Linked DNA regions of Zea mays: region 1 is linked to region 2. Evidence: chromatin contacts called from public Hi-C data. All regions are on one chromosome and are shown on one strand. Each heading gives the region's core, a stretch centred on a gene start, on an enhancer-like site or on the middle of the called end of the contact. The rest is flanking DNA. Distances are from core to core; before and after follow the strand shown.

What was found. Hi-C and Micro-C count contacts between places; a contact is called where the count stands out from the background.
Region 1: a Hi-C map of leaf shows a contact between it and region 2, with 7 times the contacts expected there. The contact joins the promoter of LOC100280793 here to the promoter of LOC103626666 in region 2. A contact is called at or near these places in 4 of 25 Hi-C or Micro-C datasets (ear, leaf and tassel).

What each region holds. Positions count from the first base shown.
Region 1 is chr5:85,846,341-85,851,893 of Zm-B73-REFERENCE-NAM-5.0, forward strand. It overlaps LOC100280793 (urease accessory protein F), which reads left to right and starts at 3,619. Exons shown (of 3, transcript NM_001352439.1): 1 at 3,619-3,794; 2 at 3,909-4,748. The coding sequence starts at 3,944. The coding sequence ends at 4,741.
Region 2 is chr5:85,713,437-85,719,076 of Zm-B73-REFERENCE-NAM-5.0, forward strand. It overlaps LOC103626666 (Auxin-responsive protein SAUR71), which reads left to right and starts at 1,850. Exons shown (of 1, transcript XM_008647058.4): 1 at 1,850-3,079. The coding sequence starts at 2,328. The coding sequence ends at 2,708.

The DNA.
Region 1 (5,553 bases), core at 2,369-4,868, 130 kb after region 2:
TCAGGCTTAGCCGAACCTCGGGATAAATCCCTGTGCATGTGTACTCTGCTCTGTGCTTTGTGTTGTCTCTTTGTCTTTATTACTTTTATACTTGCACTTCAATACTTATATGTGGTATAAGTTGTCTGCGAGGTGGAGGGTGTTTTGAGACAAGAACTTCAATTTTGCTGTGACCTACTCGAAGGGTCTTTCATTCCACTACGATCCAGTCTTCGAGTAGAGTAAGAATTTCTAGTTTTTAAGTGTTATTTTTTATTCACCTATTCACGCTCTCCCTGTAGGCGACATTCAGATCCTGTTCTCAAACAAAGGGAACTTTCAATAAGTCAATAAATAAAGACGAGATTTTAATTGGACTTGGAAACATATAGTACATCTTTTAGTAACTACAACTTGGAGTATGACCAGTATACCTAATCCACTAGTGGTATGGATTTTATCATCTTGGTGGTAGCGAGTATTTCTTGCTCTCGGTGATGTGATCGGTGACATTGAAATTTATGTACAAGCTTGGATTAGTCAGATAGAATTTGTTGGTCACTTGTTTTTGATTGTTGTATAGAATCAAAGACAATGCAACGCAGTGTTAAGCAGTAAGAATCTTCGTCCTTGAAGTATTACTCCTCCCCCTCCGAGATAATATCTTTAGGACAAAGATAGTGATATACACTTCGAAAATACCAAATACATGAGTTAGCATATTGATTGCTCCTTCCTTCATTTAAAACAGTGTACCTATTTGAAGTCTTGAAAAAAAGTTGATTGTTGACATCATTCCCTCCAAATCATGTTAGAACTAAAACGATTTAAGGAACCTGCTTACATCCATTAATCAAACAATTTAAACGGGACTCTAGCTAATAGTCCTGTTAATAAAAAAAAAAGCTACCAGCTGATTTTCCTCTGCTATAACTGGTAACTACTAAAACGAATGGATGTCCTGAGCTGCTGTAGCTGTTTGACTGCTGTAAGCTGTAATATATAGAGATGTCACAGTCCTAGTCGGATTAAAATCGTAGCAAGCCGCAGTGAAGAAGCCGAATATCTACCTGCATCGTCGAGGAAACGTGGCACACTGCAGCAAAGATTTTCAGGAGACTGGAATAAAATAGAATATATACGAGGCAAGGCTGGATGGAGGATTGATGTGTGTTGTATTGTAACGAGCCAGCAGCCCCATGTGTGTGTGCATTCCTACAACTAGATCGATGTTGAACGTCAACAACGCCCCCCCAACTGTTCTCGTGTAGCAGGTAGGTAGGGTAGGTACATGGACTGGACGACCAATGCAAGAGGGATCGCAACGAACGGTGGTCTCGTCGTCTTGACGTCTTCCGTTGTCGTTCACATCGTCGTCGTGAGCGCGTGGACGGACGTACGGTACGACGGTGTTTTAATTTCTCCTTGGTTCCACACTACTCCGATGCGTGTCGTCGTCGTCGTCTCCTTTGCCACCGCCTGCATGCTGCCTATCTATATATCTGCCCTCTGCGCTGTTGACTGACGAGAAGTGAAGGCAAGCAAGGGCACTGGGTGGGAAAACCTGTGCTAGCTTGCCGGCAATGGCGCGCCGGGTGCTGCCGCTGCGGTGCAAGCGCTGCAATGCATTCACAACTAGGCACATGATGTGTTTCACCAGAGTCTCTCTGTGAGTAGTGAGTGACTACTAACTAGGGAACCCCTAGATCGAGCTCGTCCCATTTCGGAGGGGGCAGCACATGGGATGGGCGTGGCAGAATCGGCCGCGGGCGGCCAAGGGGAGCAGCTAGATAGCGGGCCAGTGCTCTGCTGCCGCCGGAGATGGAAAGGATATTCGCCGCTGCGAGCGGACAGCGGAGACAAGGCCTCCGGCGTCCGGGGATGTGCATGGCTCCAGAAGGAACGAAGGCGGTTGTACTAGTCTTGTTGTAGACCTGCGAACACACGACGACGAGTGTGCCGTGGTGTGGGCATGCAAAACTTGACGGGTGGAGCTGGGCATGGCATGGGTACTCGACGAAAGTGTTGCTGAACCGTGCCGGCGGAGATTCACTGCTACGGCCGTTTTTTATATATAAAAAAGTTAATCTTTCAAAATTTCACATTTACATATATATATCATGTGCTCAAAATCTCGGGAGCCTTTGGAAGGTGACGAGACGAGACATATGTCCATTGAGCCCACATAGGCTGGGTTGGGTGTTAGTTATGGCCCTTTTCGGAGTTGGAGGCCCACAACATGTCATCTTTCAGTTGGACCGCCGGGGCGGGGATGTCTGCCCGCTTCTTTCCTTTCTCTCTGTCTCTGACTATCTGCAACGCATTACGCATCACCCTTGAGCACCTCTTCTCTAGTACTGTTCATCTTTTAGCGGCTACATTCCTCTTCTTCGACCTGCATCGCTGCCCTCTACGGCGTCTCCTTCGTAGCGCTTCTCTTCTCTCTCACGCCAGATGGAGAGGAGCGCTGTTCACCCCCCACGACTTTCTCTCTCCCTTTCGCGCGCGCATCGGAAGGACCGGAGGCGGCTTCCTTGCTGTCGACGACGGTGGCGCATCGATGGGTCTTGTGGAGCCGATCCCCCTCGAATGCGGGCGTGGGAGATGCAGCCTCTCTCTGCTGCCTCGCCGGGGAGTGGCTGGCCTACGGTGTCGGGCTCGCCGCCGGGACTGCTGCCTTCTGCCTGATAACTCGGCAACGGCTAGAGCCTCGTCGGAAGAGGATCCATTCAGCCGCTTCGGGATCTGCTGTTGGCCGTTGGGGTTCCTTGGAGCTGCAACTGTTGAGTTACAAATACGCTAGTTCTTAGTTGATTTCGTACGACTCCAAGTACGTTTTTGGGTGCAAATCGCTAGAACCGTTACTATTCAATGAAAATATTTTTTATTAACAAATTTCAGGTACGAATTATTGTAGTTTGTTTGGATAATTATTTTACATATTATGAATTACTTAGTAATTGGTAATCACCTACAACTATGATACGGTGCAAAATAAGACAAAATATGGAAATTTAAAAATAAAGGATGGTGGTTGAGGTAGTTGAAGGGAAATATATATTTTATTGGTATGGTGGGGTTTAGGGGATGTTTTAGGCTACCTGCAGTGGGAAGCTGTGAGGAATACGCTATGAGGATAGCGTTAGATATAAAGTAAAAGAATGTTGCAGTGAAGGACTCTAAAGGCGACTGTAAATTTAGAGCGGACCGGAGGAACGCTATTTACAGAGTCCTACTCGAAACTTTCTCGTGCGCGTATTGGATGGTAGACGCATGTTGTGCACGGCTGCATGCACATGCATGCACGCGGAGGTGGTGGAGGCGGGCCCACATGCATGCTGACGGTATAGAAAAGTGGAGAAAAAATATAATATAATATATGGTAGTTGGTATAGGGTAGATATATAGAGTAATTGTGACCGCGGAGAATTGTTGGATAGAGTAGAAAACCTCGCTGACCAGGATAGAATATTTATTTTAGGTTAGAGAAATAGAGTAGTATGAGTGCGGATAGCCTCAGAGGAAACCGCTGCAGAGAGTGAGAATATAGAGGGGGAGAGAGTGCTGATGTGGCGCGCTAGTGGGATATAGGGGATATAATTTAGAGGGAACCGCTGCAGCGTGATCCGCTGGCGCTCGCGGTGAGGCGTCGAAGGTCAACCCCTATCTTCCACCTCGGGGGGACTGCCTACCCGGTGGATCGACGCAGCAGCTTTATTGGTTCCCCGGAGACCTGCAAGTTGCAAGACGAGCTAGACCTAGCAACCGCTCCCTGCCGACCTTCGGCGTCTTGGAGTAAACATTTCGGCGTCCAGGCAAGTAAGCAACTCATGTACTCACCAATTATTTCGCAGATGGTTCCAAAGGTTCTCACGACCCTAGGGTGTTCGATGGAATGCGTAGCTGACAATTATTTCGCCCTTTTTCAGTACCGAAGATCTCCCATCCGCTCTGTCGATTTGCAATGGAGCCCGGCAGCCCAGCCCCGAAGAAATCACGGCTGGTGCACTCAGCGGACTGCGAAATGGAGGAGGCGCAGGCGCCTTCCAGTTCCAATGCAGCGGGGGGCGTGAACCAGAGCTTGCACTGGACCCAGTGGCAGATCCTGGACTCCATCCTCCCGACCGGCGGCTTCGCGCACTCGTACGGCCTCGAGGCCGCCATGCAGTCCCGCGTGGTGAACGACCAGGAGGACCTGAGGTCGTTCGTCGTCCAGGTCCTCGACAGCGCCGGCAGCCTGCTGCTGCCGTTCGTGCACTGCGCATGCGCAGGCAAGTCCCCCGGCGACGCAGCGGCGTGGGCCAAGCTGGACCGGTTGCTGGACGCCACGTTGACGAACGAGGTCGCCAGGAAGGCGTCCGCGGCTCAGGGCTCGGCTCTGCTGCGGGTGGCCGCGTCCGTCTTCGCCGAGGTTCCGGCGCTGCAGGAGCTCCGGCGGACGTTGCTGGGCTCCAAGAGCGTGTCGTTCCACCACGCGCCTGTGTTTGGGCTGGTGTGCGGCTTGGTTGGATTCGACGGCGAGACGGCGCAGCGGGCGTACATGTTCGTGACGATGAGGGACGTGCTCTCTGCCGCGACGAGGCTCAATCTGATCGGCCCGCTGGCTGCTTCGGTGCTGCAGCACCAGCTTGCGCCGGATGCCGAGAGGATGGTGCGGAAATGGAGGGACCGTGATGTCTCTGAGGCGTCACAGACTGCCCCGCTGCTCGATGCCGTGCAGGGCTGCCACGCTTACATGTTCTCCAGGCTGTTTTGTTCGTGACAACAAGGTGAGCTACCTACCTTCGTATGATCTTTGAGCATATGCAGCACATTCAAAGATGCTCCGGTCATGCTTCCATGCTTTTCTGATAAATTTCTGTTACCTTTTGAGTAACTCTGCATGAGACCTCTTCAATGATACGTAGTGTTTGATGGCTCGCAAGGCAATTGTGTGACAAGCTTTGGATGAGTGATGTGCTCTATCAAGGACGTGATGAGTATTCCCTTTCAAAAAAAAGGGCGTGATGAGTAATTATTTAATTCTGTAGTTACAACCAAATTTAAGTAGAACTACAAACATGCATTCAGAGAGGGCTGGAAAATTAGCTCGAGGCTCGCGAGCCTCGAACGAGCCGAGCCCCTTCTTCGAGCTCGTTTTTGCAGCGAGCCGAGCCGGCTCGTTCCAGCTCGCGAGCCGGCTCGCGAGCCTTGCGAAAATGATCAATTTATGGAATAATAATAATAATTAGATAATTTTATGGATAATAGCTCATTTTTTAGTCTTTGATGATGAATATATTACAAGTTATAGTTTAATTTACTCATAATGTAGAATGATGATTCTATATTTCAAATTTATATAATGTTAATTTACCAAATAATGCAACAATAAGTACTAAAATATGGCTCGCGAGCCAAGGTCGAGCCGAGCCGAGCCTCTTCCGCCAGCTCGTGGAATGGACGAGCCGAGCTCGTTCAGGCATCGAGCCGCGCCGAGCCGAGCCGAGCCGAGCTCGGCTCGTTTCCAGCCCAGACTGTTAGACTGTGTGTGTGTGTGAGTGTGTGTGGGCCGGCACCACTGTTGGGCTGCCG
Region 2 (5,640 bases), core at 600-3,099:
TATTTTTGCAATTTTGAAACAATACTATGGTATTTGATGATACTATAGTATTGGAGCTCAAAAGGTGTTTGGTTTGTACAGTCAAAACTCAGTTTTAAATACCATGGTTTACCCAAAACTGTGGTATTTTTAGAGTTTTCGAAACTCCACTCCAGACCTCAGTTTTCTTCTCTTCTCTCTACATATACTTTGTTTTACCAATAGAACCAAACAGATCTCGGTTTTGAGCAATACTGTAGTTTTACTGTGATAAAGCAATACCGTAGTATTTATGTCATGTACAATTGTAACTATGGCATCTCAAAACTACAGTATTTCAAAACTGCATTCCCAAACAGGCCCTTAGGTCTAGACCTGTGTATCGAATACTCCAAAAATACCACGATTTAGGCTAAACCATGGTATTGAAAACTCTGAATTCTAGTGATATCCTAAACAACTTTTGGTCTAGAATACTGTAGTGTTAGCAGATTCTATGGTATTTCTCAAAAACCATGAAAAAACTCCACTTCTAAACAGACCCTTAATTCCCCATAGAGTAGCCACACCTATATATCTAGGTTGAGCCATCTCAAACAAATTCTAACCGAATTCACTACCATTTTAACGTATATAAAAAGAGCCCCAAGCCGTTAGGGGTTTAATTTTTGACGCTCCCACCACCATGCACGAGCGACAGTCGCCTACCTAGACGCGTGCGGCGGCGGCGATTCCATGAGAGCGCACAACGTCTAGTTGATATTTTATGTCAACGTCAATAGTTGATATTTTATGATACTTTGTTTAAGAGATAAGGTGTGGTTGCCTTTTTAGCACCTTGTATTTTTTCTCATTTGGTCCTTCTTGAGTACGTAGCACCGAGTCTCCATCTACGCACAAAAAGAAATGCTAAAGAAGCTATACAAGGGCCAGGAGAGAATTTCTGAACTTAAATATGTGAGCAATTTAATATATTACCGGATCGCTCCACCGCAGATACAAACGAATACATAAAAAGAACTCATAAATTGGCTTTAAAAAGTTGATGAAACGACTATGGAAGAGGAAGATAAGGGTGAAGAGTAGTATTGTGTCAGTTATATTTATGGGCTATGTAATTTTTATCTATATATTTAAGTTACGTGATATTTAATTGTTTTATGAGTCATGTAATTTCATTGGAATTTGGAACTCAACAAAAAAAACTAAGGTGAGTATTTGTGTGGCTAAAATTAAAGTTGAATGCTATAGCATTACGGTAGAGATAAAAGACCGATAGTAAAGTTAATAAACTTATATATCGCGTACATAAATACTGGTTGAATTCACCGGAGGCGCAATGACGGTGCCCGTGGATGCATGAACCATCGACCATGATGCGTCGAGACGTACTGTACGCGTTACGAGTATACGTACGTAGAAACAAGTATACATACTACTAGTCTACTTCCAGCACTGCGGTAAGCCGCGCGTAGAGACAGACACGCGTACATCAACGTAGAGGAAATATCGCAGCGTACGGCCGGGAGAAACGTAGTAGTAGGGGGAAAAAATGGAAGCGCTTGGTCGCTGGTGACACTTGACGTTTCTGCCAGTGGGACCGGGGAACTAGAAGTTTCGCAGCAGACGAGACAAGAGGCGGCCATCGCGCGCGCCATGCACGTCCGTATTCCACCGTTCCCGTGTGGGCCCTCCCGTAGATTTTTGTCTATGCTCAGCGTGCAGCCTCGCGTGTCACGGTCGCCGCCACAGCCCCAGTTCCAGGCGCGGCCGTACGGGCCCGGACCACGGACGCAGCACGGCACCGGTGGGACCCGCCCCCCGTCGTCCGTCCCATCCGGTCGGTCCCTGTGGCTGGGCCCACGCACCGCCGGAAGCTGGCTGCTGGGTGGTGGTGGTGGCGCTGGCAAGGCCGGCACCCGGCAGCAGCAGCAGTCCACTCCTGTCCACCCCCACCGGTGGGTGGCTCCTTAAAAGGGCCGGCGGCCATGGTCAGGCCGGCAACTCGGGCCCGGCCCACCGGCTTTCTGTCCCCCGCATCTGTAGCCGGGCGGGTACAAAACTTGTACTACGACGCGACGCCTCCCCTCCGGCCTCCAGGCTCCCGGCTCCGGCTGCCTCTTTCTCTTCTCTCCTGCTCCTTTCTATAAAGCGCGGACCTCCCAGTCCCACTCCCTTCCCGCACCGCAGACGCAGAGCAGCCAAACGCCACCTCGAGCCCCCGAGCGCCTGCGCAGACCGCAGCCAGGAAACCGCCTTCTCCGACATCCGGCTCTCCTCCACGCTCCCGCTACTCCGCTCCAGCTCCACCGCCACCACCACCACCGACCCACCCATCCCATCCAGCCATGAAGCGGCTCCTGCGGCGGCTGTCCCGCACGGTGGTGGCGGCGGCGGCGTCCAGCGAGGACGGCGGTGCGGCGGCGCGGCCCAGCAGCAAGGACGACGGGAGCAGGAGGCGCAGGAGGAAGAAGGCGGGGTCCGTGCCGGAGGGCCACGTGCCCGTGTGCGTGGGCGAGGAGGGCGGCCCCGTGGAGCGCTTCGCCGTGCGCGCCGAGCTGCTGGGCGAGCCGCCCTTCGCCGCGCTCCTCCGCCGCGCCGCGCAGGAGTACGGCTACGCGCACCCCGGCGCGCTCCGCATCCCCTGCCCCGTCGCCGACTTCCGCCGCCTCCTGCTCCGCCTCTCCCGCGACCCCGCGCCCGCCGCCGGACGCTACGCCTACGCCTAGGCGCCGTCCGTCCCTACTTCGTGCTCTCCGCCGCCGCTGGAGACCGTCTGCGCTTCCGCGGTTTTAGCCCTACTACTAGGGGGCGGCAGGATGGGGCTCTCCTTTTTATTTTTCCTCTTTTTTTACGGCTTGCTAGTGTAGTAGCCGTACTAGCAGTAGCTGCTCGATGGAAGAACTACAGCCGGGTGTCTTATTTTTTTACCCCCTTCTGGTTCTAGGACTCTCCTCGCAGTGTGGTGCGCGTCTGTGCTTAGAAAAAAGTTGGCTGGAGAATTCGGCATTAACCGATGCTCCTCCATTTCCATCCAGGCCATTCATATTAGTGTTGCCTGTTGATGAGGTAATCAGTAATTTCCTCTTTTTTACCGCCAGATTGTTTCGAGTCCTCCCATTCTCCAATGCATTATACCAGTGCCGTTTAACTTAGGGCTGTAATTATAAGACATGGCTAAAATATAAATATAATAAAGTAGACGTGGTTAAAACATGTGTTGCGAGCATTCAATTAATTTAATTAACTAATTAGTTAGTTCCCTATCTTGAGAACAGAGTTAAACACAGTGTCTTCGTTAAGTACATATATAGCGGAGAGACACAAAAACGGTTCTCAAAGCACAATAGACAAAGAAGAGATTCTATTAAAAAAATTAAGTATCTATAAATATAATATATTAATAAATCTAGAAGTAAATGTTTTTATATAATATTGTGTCGATATAACAGACAAGAAGTGAGACGTTTGTCGCTACTTGGGTTACTAGCCACGGAGATATGGCTCTACAATTTTTTTTGCAAATGTCACACATTAATAGCCTTTACATTAAACACTACTATACATAACCTAAGATACATGCGTTGAGTTTTTTTATATTTAACGCTTTAGATATACTCGAAGACATAGTGGGTGTTTGATTTTTAGGGACTAATGTTTAGTCCCTACATTTTATTCCATTTTAGTTTCAAAATTAGCAAATATAGAAACAAAAACTTTATTTTAATTTTTATATTTAGCAATTTATAAACTAAAAAGGAATAAAATGAAGGAACTAAACATTAGTTCTTAGAAACCAAACATCCCCATAGTTCAATTCACTCATTATACACCCTTACGAATTAAGGGGTGTTTGGTTTCTAGGAACTAATGTTTAGTCCCTTCATTTTATTCCTTTTTAGTCTATAAATTATTAAATATAGAAACTAAAATAAAGTTTTAGTTTCTATATTTGTCAATTTTTAAACTAAAATGGAATAAAATATAGGGACTAAATATTAGTCCCTAGAAACTAAACCTCCACTAAATGCGGCAAGTCATCTTCCTTCCGCAACTATACAAAGGACTGCATTCTGGGGGCCGGGACAACGGTACAAACCGTAACTCCGTCGCGTCAGGACAACCGCGTCCGCGCCAGTCGTAGTGTCGTACACACACCCAAGTCGTGACAGAGTTCAGGTCAGGCCGAACAGCGTTCGACCGGCACAGCCGCGGTTCCCTTGTTGGCACGGCATTCAACTGGGCCTCTCAGGCTGTCACGACCGCGACGGCTTTTGTTTGGCACAATTTGGATTGAAACACAAAAGGCACGGACTGATCACTTGGCTGATAACTTGGCTGATCACTGTCTTGTTCCCCCGCGTCACGCCACGAGACATCAGCTCCGAGCCTCCTGTGAAAGGCCGTGTTTCTAATGTATAATGAAGAATAGAAGTGGTTAGTCACATTTTTTTATAGTGTTTGGATGACAGTTATAGATGTAAGTGAAAATCGACGTAATTTTTTATGACAGCGTTTTCCATAAAAAAATAAAGAGATGGTGTCGTCATATCCTTATTTTTAAGATGTGTTTAATTTGAGATCAGACCATGTTTGGTTCTGACGCGATGCTGAGAAATGTAGCGAGAGAATTAATCAACGCGTGTTTTACGTCTCGGATATCCCGTAGTATGCATCGAGTGGGACAGGGGGCGGTAGTTTCATGCGGTATAATCTAGAGAGATAATGTTGCAATGTATACTAACGACTAAGTAGAAATATAGTGTTTACCATTTACTAGTGTTTGGTTGGAGAGCCAAGTAGAACGGAGTCGTTCTGTCCCAGTTTTGTTGTTGTTTGGTTACAAAGCAACTAGAACGGAGTGACTCCGATTAGGGAATATTCTCCTCAGATCCGGAACCATCCCACTCCAAAAAAATCAATGGGATGGAGCCGCTCCGTTCCCAGCCCGCTCGCACAGCTCGCGCTCCCATCCGTGCGCTGTGCGCAGCAGCTCGCGCGCCTCCCTCTGCAACCAAACAAAAAACAGAAACGCTATGTTTCAGTTCACTCTACAACCAAACAAAAAACAGAGCCGCTCCGTTCCAGCTTATCAAACACAGAACAGAGCGGCTTCGTTCCTAGAATCAGGGATGAAACGACTCCGTTTTACTTGGCTCCTCAACCAAACACTAACTAAATTAAAGAAACATGCACCGAATCGTGGCATGTTGCATCCCAGAATTACCGTGATAGCCTATACGGGCAAAAGATAGCCAATACTTGCAAGGTATGTTATCAAGCTTCAAGGTCCTTGATGCCTAAAAAACAAGTCAATGCCAAGCAAAGAAACCGATCAATAGCAAAATTAATAATCTGTAATAAGTCGCCACGCTTTTTCATTGCATTGTAATGTAATCCACCAACATTGCCGACATGTAACCTTAGCTTGTCTTTCCTGTTATAACCATTCCAGCCATCAACAGCAAAAGCTTTATGTCCTGCATTTTTCTCTCTAAACAAGAAACAACAAAAACAACAACCCAGTCCTCCAAATTCATTGAACCATTCAGGATGAAAACTTCTTGGATTTTTTTTCTCCAAGCTGTGAAGAGGGAAAATTATATGCAGGAGGTTGGCAAAGCCCATTCTCTAAATATTTCCTTCTCCCTTTCTCCCAAA